2 separate regions of the Mus musculus genome follow, and region 2 is linked to region 1. A link is a contact called in public promoter capture Hi-C data. All regions are on one chromosome and are shown on one strand. Each heading gives the region's core, a stretch centred on a gene start, on an enhancer-like site or on the middle of the called end of the contact. The rest is flanking DNA. Distances are from core to core; before and after follow the strand shown.

Region 1 (7,844 bases), core at 2,189-4,688:
GAATGTAATTTCTCAAATCGAGCATCAAACGTTTTATACAGAAGAGAATAGGGAAGTTAGGTGACACATTGGCAAGGTACAATGAGGTTGCCAGATGCTTCATGACTCTTACACAAAGCAGAGGAATGCAAACACAAAGACTGACAGGAACTGGGCAATAAAACAACTGAGACAAAGTCAGCTCTATCTAAGGTCAGCCATAGTCTTAGAAGCCAGGTGTGAGGTCTTTACAATCCCGGGGCAAGGGCTTTCATGCCCAAGCCATGGTTCTAATTAGGGAGTTCTGCTCTAGTTAACCTTCTCATGAATAATGCAATACTCTAGTTCCTCCTTAAACCACAGCCCGATCTTCTTCCTAAACCATTGTAAATTCCTGTATAAGGGAGTGACTTGGCTTTTATTCTAAGTGATAGTGTGGGGGACTTTCTACTAAGTAATGTAGTCTGCCATACATAACTATAATAAGAATTCTAAACTTACTTTGCTAAGCTTGCCCTGAGATTTCTAACTCTTATGTAGTAGATAGTAATGCCTGATTTCTTTCACTATCTCTCTTACAATACTAGAGGCAATTCTGAATGTTACTGAATAGGTAACATTCTTACTGAATTCCAAGCCTAGGGTCTGCTCAAGGACTACCTAGGGCATTGGTGAAGGCCAGGAAGCAAAGTTCAATTTTGCTTAGGTATTTGGCAAATCATTGCTTGGAGGCACCTATAGTAAAACAATACTGAAAGAAAGCACACAGATCCATTTGCAAGGACAAGTTTGGAGCATTGGATATTTGGGATGCCATGTTTCCAGGAGGCCAAGTGTCCATGAACTTTTTGCCTCGGGACTGCTTCCAGGTTTCTAAACCTGTCAAGCAAGTCACTACTGGAGTGGATGTAGTAGTCATGGTGTCTCTTTTACAGCAATGGAAATCCTAACCAAGACAAAGTCCTAAATCCCAGTACCTCAGAATGTGACTAATGTTCAGACAGCACATTTACAAGATAGCCGAGTTTAAGAGAAATCATATGGGCAGATCTTAGTAGAGCTGGCATCTTTAGAAGAGGAGGAAGAGACATCAAGAATGAAACAGACCAGTGAAGACAGTGAGAAGGTAGCCATCTGTAAGCCATGGAAAGAGGGCTCAAGAAAGCAGGCCTTCTCATGTATTGACATTGGACTTCCAGCCTCCAGAACTGAAGAAGTGGAGGAGGAAGAGGAATAGAAGGAGGAGGACTCTGTTGCTGAAACCAAGCAGTGCGTTTTATTTGTCATGATAGTCCTAAAGAACAAATGGGACATGATGGTATGCCACCCTGGTCCCTGCTTTTGTAACAGGAGACAAGTGAGTGGTTTCTACTCACAGATCCTCACAAACAAGGAAACTAGGCATACACTCACTCGAAGCTATCTTCATGCAATGATTAATTTTATCAACTTTACTGTATTCAGAATTAACTATATAACACACTTCTGAATGTGTCTGTGGGCACATTTTCAGAAGGGTTTAATGCAAGAGGGAAGACACAGCTTGAATGTGGGCTCTGCCCTACAATGCTGTGAGGTCTTGGACTGAAGGGATACAAAACAGTATTGAGAAGGCCATTTTCTCTTTTTTTCTGATCAGCCCAGGTAGAAGCAGTTTCCTCCATGATGGACCCTACCTCCTAAATACTGATCTAGACCAAACCGTTCCTCTCTGAAGTATAAGGATCCATGATTTGCCAAAGAATGATACCCCAGACTCAAATGTGGGGTCTCTCATTACCAGAACAGAGACCACCAAGTCAGTTTGCAAGCCTGATTTAAAGCACATTAGGGAATTCTGGGGTAGGTGACCCTGTCAAGATTGACATGGAGGTTGGGTCCATCTCTATAGACATTCCATTACTGGGGTGTGGGGGCTGGAAACTTGCTGGGGAGGTCTGAAAACTGTTGCTGAAGAAGTCTGGAAAGTGCTGCTGACCCAGTGTCCTTGCCTCAGGCCAGGTGGCAGGGCGGCTTCTAAGGCCTGGACTTGCCTGGAATTGTCCAGTTCTTAGAGACAGAGATTTAGGCCTATTCTCCTTAGCTGCCAATTTGAAGTCTGTCATGGAATCAGCCTAGCTTTCTCATAAGCTGATGGTCACAGAAGTGAGAAAAACAGTTAATAAAGATAAAAATCTCTTCCCAAAATTTCTTAGGTCAGCCAGGTACAGGGACTATATCAAGGGAGAAGAAGCTATCTCTAGAGAAGGTAGTGCCATTCTAGGACTTAATGAATCTCACAAAAGTCAAATTACATTCAATTAATATCCTGAAGAGGAAAAATTAATCAAAAGAGACAGACACTTAAATCAGATACTCATAAGAGGGAAAGGGGATGTTTATGGATGTCACATGAGTAGCAATCTGCTTGTTTTCCTGATTTCTGTAGCCCAGATCTCTGGACTATTCCATGTATTCTTTGCTCACTGAGTTTAATGAACCCGTCTCCCAGAGTGTTCCTAGTAGAGGATGAAGTACATGATTCCTCGTCATCTGGAAGGTATTCGAAATGGCAGCAGTTCAACTTCAGTCCAATTGCTCCCACATTATAAATTCTCAGAGCAAAGGACTCAAGGTAACCATCAGCATGAGAATTGAAGTTTGCTCTTTTCAGTGTAAAAAGAAGAGCATCCTCCAGTCAACCAATACGTACATATGTGCATGCAAACACATATATTTTCTAGAATTGTTAAAAAAACATTATAGATCTGGTTTATTAAATCTCCCAAAATAGAAAAATTCCGACGGCAAGTTTCTTCAATATAGGAAATACTTAGGAACTGTATATTGACCATCCGGGGATCTCTCTCCTCCCCTATTATCTAAGGCTTAGAGGAAACTTTTGCCAAATGCCTGCAAAATGTTTTCATAGATCTTCTCATCCAATGCATTATTTTTTTATTTTTATTTTTTGCTAAGCATCTTCGAGGATTTGCCCTTTTCAATAAAACCATTGTAGGATCCACAGTATTTGTGGTGTGTTTAACCCTACGTTGGGAGTTTAACATCAGGTTTTGCAGTTTCATCCTTTAGAAGCAGACTTTGTGTGCCCCGGTACAGGGGAACGCCAGGGCCAAAGGGGGGGAGTGGGTGGGTAGGGGAGTGGGGGTGGGTGGGTAAGGGGGACTTTTGGTATAGCATTGGAAATGTAAATGAGCTAAATACCTAATAAAAAATGGAAAAAAAAAAAAAAAAGTTCAAAGTCTAAGGCAAGTCGACCAAGGCACAGACGGGCAGATGATCGAGTGTTAAACACGCTGAAGGTTTCACATACTAATCTGTCCAGAAGCAGCAAAGTTAACATCTCCAAAGAGGAACCGAGGTCTCTGCATCCACTTAGGGTAGCACTTCACTTAGCGCGCGGCCTCTTTAAGGAGCGGTGCCCGGGGTGTGGTCGCAGCGCTCACGTGATCCGGAGCAGCTCTCTAAGCTTGCGGAAGCCGCCCAGCGGTCCGGGCGCCGGGATGGTGCGTCTGTACAACCTGCACCCGTTTGGGTCGCAGCAGGTAGTCCCCTGCCAGTGGGAGCCGGAGCAGGTCTGCTGCGGCGGGAGCGACGCGCTGTTCGTGGCTGCCGGCTGCAAGGTGGAGGCGTTCGCTGTTCAGGGCGAAGAGCTGTGCCGGCAGCGCTGCGCCTTCTCCACGCTAGGCAGGGTGCTGCGCATGGCCTACAGCGAAGCCGGTGAGGAGCGGCTTTGGGGCGGGGCTCTGGGTAGGGAAGGGATTGGTGCTCTTCTAGGCTGGCTGCTGACAGTCAGTGTGGGTCGGGCACTAAGTGCTAAAGTCATTTTGTGTAGTTGTTTTAGCGACCGCAGATCCGGTGTCGTGCCACGGTCCGGTGCTTGCCTAGTTTGCTTGAAGCCTTGGTCTGATCCTCCTTACTCAGATTGCTTCAACTAGTCATTCTAGCACTTTGGAGGTAGAGACCGGAGGATCTGAAGTTTAAGGTCCTCTGCAGTTTGGTGAGTTCCATTCTAGCCTAGGCTACAAGTAATCATGTCTCGAAGCAAAACAAAGCAGACACCCCACGTGGAGATGCAATGCTGACTGATCCCGTCCACAGCTTGAAATAAAGACGTGTGGCTCGGTTCCACTTATGCCAGACCCTTAAAAGATTAATGTAAGAAAACAAACCTGGTTCAAGAGAAAGAGGAGGGAGAATGATATCCTGAAGTTCACAGGAGGCTCGACCTCAAAAGTTATCTCAAATCGGAGCCAGCCCTTTTACCTCTTAAGTCACTATCACTTGTGGTTGATTTATTACATTGGGTTGTATCAAATGCTTGGCCCTGGTTGGATACTAATGACTTGAGCCACACCGACTGGAGGAGGCTAGCACTAAACCATGATAACCTCGTTCTTGAAACCTTGAAGAACAAAGATGCTTTTATTACCATGTTGGCTGCCTTAAAGAGCTTCAGGAATCATGTGGGATGGCATAAGTATCACGGGCCATATAACTCAAAGGTAGCATTCAGTCCACAGTTGAACTTCAACTTCTGAGTGTAACTTCTATTAACCCATGCATGACTAAACATTAATAGGCTGACCCCTGGCAATGCCTAAGTTCAGAAAACCTGTCTGATGTCTCCTTTGATGCCTTTTTTTCTTCTGAGTAAATGTTCTGGTCTGTGTTCTCTCAGTGCCTAGTGTCCTCTGCCATAGCAAATCCACCTTGTCAACAACCAGGACTATCTGTGCATTTATATTTACTGTGAATGTTTTGGAGGCCTTTTTCCCAGGCAGAAAGCATTTTCTTTTTCTGTCAGGTCCAAAGGAAACCCCAAGTCCCAAACTCCAAAGGGCAGTCCAAAGATCCAGACGTGAGCTCCTCCATGGCTATAGGAGGAGTTCTGGTGTTTAGTTAAAAGCCAGCCTTCCTTCCTCAGGAACTTGTGGAGGCAGTTCCTGTCTGTCAGAGGAGTCATTTCCCTTACCTCTGGCAAAAGGAGCTATGGCTCTTCAATCTACATACACGTGTGATACTACTCCTCAGCATCCCAAGGTCCAGGCTAGCCTCAGGCCTCCCTCAGTCCCTGAAGTACCTATTACATATTTCCAAGTCCATGCTATCTCACTGTGCTCTTCTCTCTCTTGCAGATAACCTTGGCCATGTCTATTCAGCTGGCCATGTTCAGGTTACTTCTTTCTCTCTCTGCTCTGGATTCATCCAGATCTTCTGGCTGTTTCTCCCTCTCCCTCTCCCTCTCCCTCTCCCTCTCCCTCTCCCTTTCCTTTTATCTCCTTCTCCCTCGTCCCTCTCCCTCCATCGCCTTTTCCCTCCTCCCTCTAACTCTACCCTCTCCCTCCTCCCTCTCCCTCTCTATCTCCCTCCTCCCTCTCTTTCTCCCTCTCCCTCCTTGCTCTCCCCTCCTCTCTGTACCCCACCTATCTTCAATAAAACAAAACCATTTCCCTTAACTATACCATGGAGGGGTCATGTTGACAGTTTTACTTTGTACGGGCCCACCCCCTAACCCCCCCCCCCCCCAAGCCTACACTTACTAATCAGCCAAATGCTGCTCTCCCTTTGTAAGTTGTGGGCACTCAGTAAGTCATCTGTGGGGTCCCTGTAACCAGATTTCTGTGGCTCATGGTTTGAGAGGGTTCAGCCCACCATAGTGGGTAGGGTTCACATCATGGTGACTAGAAGGTAAAGCAGAAACAGGAAGGACTAGGGCAAGATAGAATTGCCAGATATCCCCTCTTCATCAGTGACCGTCCTCCCAGAAGTCTCTTTCCTCTAGCCAGACTCCCCTCCACCCAACCCTACCACACCAAAGTTTCCAAAACGGATTAGTGCATTCATTAGGTCAGAGCTCATGATCTAGACATTTTTGGAAACGTTGTCACAAGAAATAACCAGAGGTGTGCTCTTAGGTGTTTCTTTGCCCAATCAAGTTGAGATGATGAACCATTACAAGAGCATTAAGGAAGGAAGGAAGGAAGGAAGGAAGGAAGGAAGGAAGGAGAAAGGAAGGAAATAAGGAAGGAAGGAAAAATGTAGATGGTAGGTTTGGAATTTTTTTTATTAAACAATTTTTTATTAGCTATTTTCTTCATTTACATTTCAAATGCTACCCTGAAAGTCCCCTATACCCTCCCCCTGCCCTGCTCTCCAACCCATCCACTCTTGCTTTCTGGCCCTGGCATTCCTTGCAAGACCAAGGGCCTCTCCTTCCATTGATGGCCGACTAGGCCATCTTCTGCTACATATGCAGCTAGAGACGAGCTCAGGGTGTACTGGTTTGTTCATATTGTTGTTCCTCCTATAGGGTTACAGACCCCTTCAGCTCCTTGAGTACTTTCTCTAGCTCCTCCATTGGGGGCCCTGTGTTCCATCCAATAGATGACTGTGAGCATCCACTTCTGTATTTGCCAGAAACTGGCATAGCCTCACAAGAGACAGCTATACCAGGGTCCTTTCAGCAAAATCTTGCTGCCATATGCAATAGTGTCTGGGTTTGGTGGCTGATTATGGGATGGATCCCCGGGTGGGGCAGTCTCTGGATGGCCCTTCCTTCCATCTTAGCTCCAAACTTTATCTCTGTAACTCCTTCCATGGGTATTTTGTTCCCAGTTCTAAGAAGGGGCAAAGTATCCAAACTTCGATCTTCCTTCTTCTTGAGTTTCATGTGTTTTGAAAATTGTATCTTGGGTATTCTAAGTTTCTGGGTTAATATCCACTTATCAGTGAGTGCATATCATGTGAGTTCTTTTGTGATTGGGTTACCTCACTCAGGATGATATCCTCCAGATCCATCCATTTGCCTAAGAATTTCATAAATTCATTGTTTTTAATAGCTGAGTAGTACTCCATTGTATAAATGTACCACACTTTCTGTATCACATTCCTCTATTGAGGGACATCTGGGTTTTTTCCAGTCACACTAATTTCCCTGTCTCCTGACACCTGTACTAATAGGAGAATTATTAAATATCTATGGCACATGTGTATAGGATATTTTATAAATCTAACAGGTGGATAGCCATGTATCAGTCTGGAGGAAACGATTTATTCATTATTTAAATTATTACAGGTGGTTTTTGTTTTATGTTTATGCTATGCAGTTACTTGGATTCCACCACCCCAATACCCCAGAAAGTTACTAACCTGCATGCTTGAGGTTTTTAATTCATGAAACAGGTATAATAAAAATTACTATAGTTATAGCAAGTCATTACAAAAACTGTGATTATTAAGTTCAACATGAATTTAAAATTGTAGCTTGTTAAATAGATTTAGTGTGATAGCACAAAGAAGACAAAAGCCTTTCTGGGACCCATGTTTATATGAAAGGAAGTGTTTTGAAGGTCACACACCAGACTCTGTGTAAACCTTAGCTCTTAACGATGAGATTGAAAGGGGAGGTCGTTATTGTTTTTATTTTGTATTTCACTATTTTGATTTTCACAACAAATGTTATTTTCATAGGGAAAACCATCCCATATCATCACCAGATAAAAGAAGATTAACTTGGATTTATATTTCATTTGGCTATTTCTAGTTTTATCTTACTTTGAAGCGTTGTGACTTTTCTAGGATGTGAAGGAAATGTCATCCGTTAATTCTGTTAAATTCAGAGTTCCTTAATTCATACCTGAATTTTGTAAGCTATACTAATATTACTGTAGCTTAGTAGAGCTTCGCTAGAGTTACACATTTTCAGCGGTGATAAGATTGCTAGATGAAATGTAAATGAGTCATCGTAAGACACTAAGATGGGAAGAGACTGTATTTCAGAACCTCTATGGCTGATGTAACTTAAAAACACACCTCAGAGGCTGTTGCTTAGATGTCAGCTGTGTTCCTTCTTTGAGTTAGTG
Region 2 (6,996 bases), core at 369-2,868, 2.0 Mb before region 1:
GTGCAGATAAAGATGCCCTACTTCCCCAGACTATAAACTTATTAAAGTGGCGAGAACATACAGTCCCAGGAAGTCAGGATTACTGAAGTGCTCCAATAAGCATGGGTCTTATTTAACAAAACTGAACGTGAATCACACAGGGAAACCCAAAACTCATTTACTACCTTCAATGGGCCACCAAGATACTGCAAAGCACTTTAGCTAAGTTAAATCAGTAAGACATGGCCTTGTATTGTTTTACACTGATGGGGGGCTTTCAATCTCAAGATTCAAACTAGAAATAACACATCATTTCATCCACCGTACTTTATTAACATGTTTAGACCAGCATAAGGTTCTTATATGGAAAAACAAGAAAGCCAACAGTAAACTTCCCTAATTAACTGTAAATGGCATATAACCCTTCACCCTGGGGCCGATAAAGTCCAACCAAGGTTTTAAGAAAACTCCAGACTGTTAAAGAAATGTAATGTTTAGCTATGTTCCAACTCTTCTGTGTGATCACCAAATTATTTTCAGTGTTGGGTAACCTAACAAAGAGAGCGTTTCTTAAAAGCCACCCAACCCAAATGTTACACAGAACAGACCATTTTCACAACCTAAATTTAATCCAAATTGAGAACTTCCAAAATTACCGAACACTCTAACACATGCATGATTCGCCTCGAGCTGCCTTTCAACGTGGAATTACACTTAAATGAAAGTCAGCCCCTGTTCCAAAAAAAAAAAAAAAAAAAAAAAAAAGACATCGGTTGCAAAGAGGAAGTCACCCAGCAAACACTCACAACGTGGCTCTATACTGTCAGAAGATAATGTGACTTGTGTGCCACCCCGAAACTTACCAGGAAGCTGGCAATAAGTTTGCCAACTGTATACACTTCTGACCCAACTTTACCGAGGCTGTGGCCAGGGCCTCCTCGTGGGGAGGCCACAGGCACAAGGTGCCCACACTCGCGTCCTGAGTGAGCGAGGCCCGGCCGCGCCCCTCCCCCGCCCGCGCCCCAACAGCCGCCCGCGGTCCCCGCCGCCGCCCGGGGTCTCCGCGCGCCACAGCCCGAGGGGTGCGCGACCGGGCGACTGCAGCCCGCGCGCCCGAGCGCGGACCAGCACCCATCCTGAGCCCTGGCCGCTCCCCCGCTATGTGAGCACAGGGCGGCTGCGGCCCCGCATCCAGCCTGCGCCCCCAAGCCCGCTCGCCTGGGCCCAGTGCCTCCCGCAGCCACCCCGACCCGGGGGGGCAGCACGTGAGCGCAGCCGCCCCTCCCCCGCGCCCAGGCCAAGTTCGCGGCGCCCGCAGCCCCGGGCCCGCGCTCACCTGCTTGGCGACGCTGTCCCCTCCAGGACGCGCGGCGCTCCCCTCCTGGCCGCCGTCGGCACCCCGAGGCGCCCTGGGGTGCGGGCGCTGACAGCCGGGCAGCGGGTCCGGCGGGGGAGGGGCGCGGGGGCAGGGCGCAGCACCGAGGCAGGAGGGGAGCTGTTACTAAGGGAGAGAGCCAAGCGCGCGAGCGGCCAACGGCTCCGGCTCGGCACCGGGGAGCGCGGGGACCAGCCAGGCACAAATGAGCTCCGGGCCCGCGGCGGCGACGGCCGCGCAGCAAAACAAACCCGAGCGGCCTGCGCCCGGCGCGCGGGGAGGGAGGAGGGAACAGGGAGCGAGGAGGGGGAGGGGTAGAGGGGGAGGGGGTGGAGGGGGAGGGGAGGAGGACCCGAGGAGGGGGAGGGGAGACGAGGGGAGCGGAGGGGTGGGGCGCGCCCGGAGGGGGAGGGGAGGAAGTGAGGAGGACCCGGGAGGGGGAGGGGAGCGGAGCCGGGTGGTGGAAGAGAAGGAGAGCTGGGCGGGGGAGGGGAGCCTGGAGGAGGAGTGGGGAAACGGGTTGTGGAGGGGGAAGGGAGCCCCGAGAAGGAGAGGCGAGGGGGAAGGGAGCCTGAGCCTGGGAGGGGGAGGGGAACCTCGACGGGGAGGGGGACCTGGGAGGGGGAACTTAGAGGGAGGAGCGCCGGAGTGGGGGAGGGGCGCGGCGGAGGGGCGGGGCCGCGGTGGAGGCAGCGCGGCGGTGGCGGTGGGGGTGGCGGCCGACGAGCCGTTCCACACTCGGCTTCCTCACTCGCTCCGCTCTCCCTCCACCCAGCCTCCCTCGCTCGCTCGCGGCGCTGGGGGCTGGGCTCGCCGCGCATTCGTTCCAGAGCCCGCAGCCGGGGCTGTCCCGCTGCCTGGGTGGCGCTTGAGTCCCTTCGCCCGCAGCAATCCCGCGAGCCGCGGCCGCTCCGATCCCCGGAGGCGGCCGGCAGCTGCGGGAGCTCGGCGCGGGCTCCACATGGACTCCGCGTTCAAAGTGCCGCACACTTGGATGCGCGTAAACACGCCCGCTCCGGAGCGTACCTGGAAAGGTGCTTCGCCTGCCGTGAGCGAGTTCTAGGATGGGACCCGGAGCACCGCGCGTGGGGAGACGCGCAGCGCGCACGGCGAGAGGGGTTTGGTGAAAACGCAAAGCTGAAATTGAAGTTGTGCGCCCAAATGTGCGACTTGTCTGCGGGTCTTTTGGGAAGGTTTGATGGATCAGTTCTCATTGCGCGAAAATAAAGCCATAGACAGAATGAATGTTCACTAAGTGTGCACCGCGGTGTGATATCCACGGGAGTTTATATTATCTACTTTCTGCATGCGTCTGGCACGTGAAGGCGGTTTCTGAAGTACAGTTTGGCTGCCCAATAATGTCAAAATGTGGCTGCCGGAGCGCCGAGGATTTTTAAAATACTGCGGTGACCTTCCTGAGCCTTTCAGAAACCTGGGCTGTAAGAGGCACCCTTCCTTTTAATTCTAGCATATATCTTGAAACTCTGCTTTTTTGTTACTATCTTTAAAAATACTTTGCAACCTTCTTTGGTGAAAGGTTCTAGTTTCAAGTTGTCAAAACATTTGGAAACGTGTATTCCTGTCAAGCAGTGGTCTTCCTTTAGTGCTTCAAAGATAAATTTTCAAACAAAGTATCATTTGAAGTAACTTTCACAGCTATAGACTGTGCAGCCTAACAAACTCCGAGACTAGATTAGATTTGGTTCAGCCAAGGTCAATGACTCTCCCCTGTTGGCCCCTCCCTGGAGGCGGTTACCTATTTTGACAGGCGTAGCTGGAAGGTGGAAAGGCACCAAAGAAAGTCTATGGAGTTGCAAACGCCCTTTCTACCAGAAAAGTTCAAAGCTTGAGCCTGGGTGTCCCCGGAGCTATTGTCACTTGTGAAAGAGGGAATGTTAGATTAAACAATGTCACCTGATGGGAATGTAGATTATACTGGGTTTCCAAAACACTTCTGTCCAGTTAAGGGAAACAGCACTGAGGAAGCCAAAGACGAGGCCTGCCTCCGTCCTTCAGCTGCCCAGAGCATTTAGTATCTTACCATTGTGTAAGAGCTGTCCACTTACGGTATGCTGTTTGCTCAACATAAACCTCACACTGCAATGCAGGTTCTTTGTCCGAAACGCCCATTAAAATGGTGGGATGGGTGGGGAAAGCTGGTTCCCAGCCCTGGACCTAGACAACAGCTACAAGAAAATCAAGCCACACTTTGAGTGGCTAAGGATGCTCACCAGTCTTTACAGTCAGCGACAAGCAAGTGATTCCTAGCCTCCCAGGAGACATCTCTTCCAAAGACCACCCTCCTTCCAGCCAGAAGCTCTTAGACTCTGAGCTAGCTTCCTCAAGGTGGTCTCTGTGCACGGGACAACGAGGGTGAGAATCTGTTCGTTTGTTAGGTGCACTGTCTTAGGACAGAAACCACTTTATTTGAATGTCATGACAGAAGCCGCCAAAGTTGGGGACCTGTACCTTAAACTTGCTCCAGTAAAGTGCCCTTCAAGCTTTTGGGGTTTTGTTGTTGTTTTGTTTTTATTCTGGTTTGCTTGTTGTTTGGAAGTTTTGAGGTTTTGCATTCATGGTTTATTTGATCTTTTTTTTGGGGGGGGGGGTTGGTTGGTTGGTTTTGAGAGGATTTTCCTGGATAGCTCATCCAGATCTCAAAGCCTTGGCAATCCTCCGACCTCACCCTCCCAGAAGCTAGGAGGATCTCTTACCATCATTAAACAGTAATTGGCCTTGAAGGTCAGCAGATTGACATGCCACCTGCTGGGGTTCCTACTCTAAAACAAGAGTGGAGTCAGGAACCTGAGACAAATGAGACCCTTGAGGCCCAACTTTAATCCCAGCATGTGGGAGGCAGAAGCAGGCAGATGTCTGGGTTGCAGTCTGTTCTACATGGTAGACCAAGCCAGGCAAGGCTACATACCCTGATCCACAAATAAAGAAGGTAAGTGCCAAATCCTGAAGGTTGTCCTCTGACCTCACACTTGTCACTCACACATCCTTAATACACACACAATCAACAGAGTCCTAACATTTAGATGTTCTCCTTACACACACACACACACACACACACACACACACACAAAGCCTAAATGTGAAAAATGCTTGAGCCTCCCTGCTAAGGGAATTAGCTGAGCCTTATGTTTTGTTTTTTCTAATCTTTCATATAAAGTGTGTGTGTGTGTGTGTGTGTGTGTGTGTGTGTGTGTGTAAAACAAAACTTTTCCATTAAACACTCATCTATTCATCCCCGAAAGGGAACCCACAACAAACCAAAGTACAGATACCAACAAATTCCAAGTTGGTGACCAATGAGTTTTATTGGGGTTCTATACAGGTAAAGAAATGACTCAAAGACAGCCGCATCACCAAAGCCCACCCTAACATGGGTGACAGGTCACAAAGCTGGGAACCTGGAGCACACTGTGTGCAGACAGCTCAACAGGCTAAAGAGTGTCCTTTCTGTGTACCTCAATTGTTGTAAACCTCTTCCAGGCAGCTCAGCTGGTCTCTGCTTCTCCCAGACAGCTGGTCTGGTCTCAGAGTCTGGTGTACAGCTTTTCTCGTCTCATAGTCTTAGCAACTGAGCTTCCCTTTCTAGGAGAGAGACTCTCAGCTTTTATTTCCCTATGAATCTGGTCAGTTTTAGGAAGTTCTTAAAGATAGTAGTTTTGTTTACTTCCCTGCTTGAGCTTAGGGCTGGACGGAGTTTTTTAATGTCAAAGAGACTGTTACACAACTCCGTGTGTGTGTGTGTGTGTGTGTGTGTGTGTGTGTGTGTGTGTGTGTTGAAGTTGGAGTTATAGTCAGTTATAACCCACCCAACAAGAGCGCTAGGAAGCAAACTTTGCTTCTCTGCAAGAGCAGCAAGTACTCTTAACCCCTGAAATATTTCTTCAGAATCTGCATCTTAGAGACTCAGAGAAATGGGCTGCACACAAGTGTAGAATGAAATGTTTGTCACATCAGCCTTTAGCCGTTCCAACATTTCCAGCACAAAACCAAAGGCAAAATTCAAGCAATAATTAGACCTAGACAAATTCTCGAAAAAATGTTACCAATTTTCAGTGGTTTAAATATAAATGTTAAGATTCTAGAAAGGACAGGTTGTTATTACTAAGAAGTTGTACAGGGAAGGGGCACATTAAGAAACATCTCTTAGTAATCCAGTTGGTAAAATGGTTGCCTTGCTCCTAGGAACCATCTCCAGCACTGCCTAACGCAAAGCTGGTGCTCTACACTCATAATCCAAGAACCCCAGAAGTAGAAACAGGAGGAGCGGAAGCTCAAATCGTCTTCTGCTATGTAAGGAGTTCAAGAACAGTCTGAGCCATTTGAGTTAGAGAGAGACAGACACAGAGAGAAGTTTTAGGGCCTAAGAGATTGCTCATCTGGTAAAGATAACTATTATCAAGCCTGAAAAAATCATCACTATTTTCATTCTCTCTCTTTCTCTTTCTCTTTCTCTTTCTCTTTCTCTTTCTCTCTCTCTCTCTCTCACTCGCTCGCTCTCGCTCACGCTCTCTCTCTCACACACACACAGACTTTCTTGCTAAACAAATTGTGACGTCTTGCTCTGATAATACTTTACCCAAGGAACATATAGCAAGATCTTAAGCACTGTGATGCTTTAAAATGTTTATATTGTGTAGCCCATATAATTAAAATATTACAAGAACAGTATGCAGCTGCTTAGAACCACAAGTTTTGGCCTAGTGCTTTAACGCACACCTTTCATTCACCTTAGCCCTGAGTGGCTCATCCTTGCCCAGCTTCTGTAGGCATCCTTCCGGTGCACTGACAGGTTTCTGTTTCCTTCTGCCTCCTGCAGTTCTTCTGAGGTTCTTGGGCTCCCAGACTATGTTGTCAAGACTAACGAGCAGCTTGACCGCAGCTCAGCACCTGAGCTGCTCTCTCCATCTGTGTAGGGTGTACATACACTTTGTGACTTTTTCTCACCAGCCTGACTTTGTCACAGTGTTCCTTGACCTATGATCAGATCCCATAGGTGTTGGTCCTGATATGGTCTCTCAAACCCACCAGGCTACACGAGGAAAAGCCTGCTACTTCATCTCCCTTGTTCTTGGAGACAGTCACTCTACCCCTGTGGAGGATCTTCTTTTCCCTCGCTAGAGCCCCTAAAATGGCTATGCACCAGTGCACCGTACCTGTCTTTGCCCAATCCAGAGGCATCCCACTTATCTTTCTGCAGTAAATAAACCTCCCTTGTGCTGAGAATCTGGTATTTGGCTATGTTCTGTTCTGAGTAGTGTCCACTTCAATTAGATCAATGGACATTCCATTTCATTACAAATAATAAAATTAGATTGAAAAAGATATTATTAAAAAATGGTACTCAGGGAGACTGAGGCAGGAGAATTGGCACAATTTCAAAGTCAGCTTGTTACATAGGGAGTGCCATGCCAGCCTGGTCTGCTTAGCTAAGATCCTGTATCAAGAAAGAAAGGCCACCTTTGATCCTAGCACTTGGAAGACAGAGGCAGACGAATCTCTTGAGATTGAGGACAGCTTTGTGTGCATACAAATCAAGTTCCAGGACAGCAGCCCTGTCTTCAAGAACCAAAAGAAGAAAGGGGGCTAAAAAGGCAGCTTATCAGTTTAGAAACCATGCCAAGTAG

The links. Promoter capture Hi-C pulls out the DNA fragments that hold promoters and counts their contacts.
Region 2: a contact with region 1 is called in a promoter capture Hi-C map of pre-B cells. The contact joins the promoter of Tbl1xr1 here to the promoter of Hps3 in region 1. A contact is called at or near these places in 1 of 39 promoter capture datasets (pre-B cells) and 1 of 115 datasets of contacts at active chromatin or transcription factors (embryonic stem cells).

Annotation. Positions count from the first base shown.
Region 1 is chr3:20,030,904-20,038,747 of GRCm38.p6, reverse strand. Hps3 (HPS3, biogenesis of lysosomal organelles complex 2 subunit 1) reads left to right here and starts at 3,438. Exons shown (of 17, transcript NM_080634.4): 1 at 3,438-3,699. The coding sequence starts at 3,483.
Region 2 is chr3:22,071,274-22,078,269 of GRCm38.p6, reverse strand. It overlaps Tbl1xr1 (transducin (beta)-like 1X-linked receptor 1), which reads right to left and starts at 1,618. Exons shown (of 16, transcript NM_030732.3): 1 at 1,316-1,618.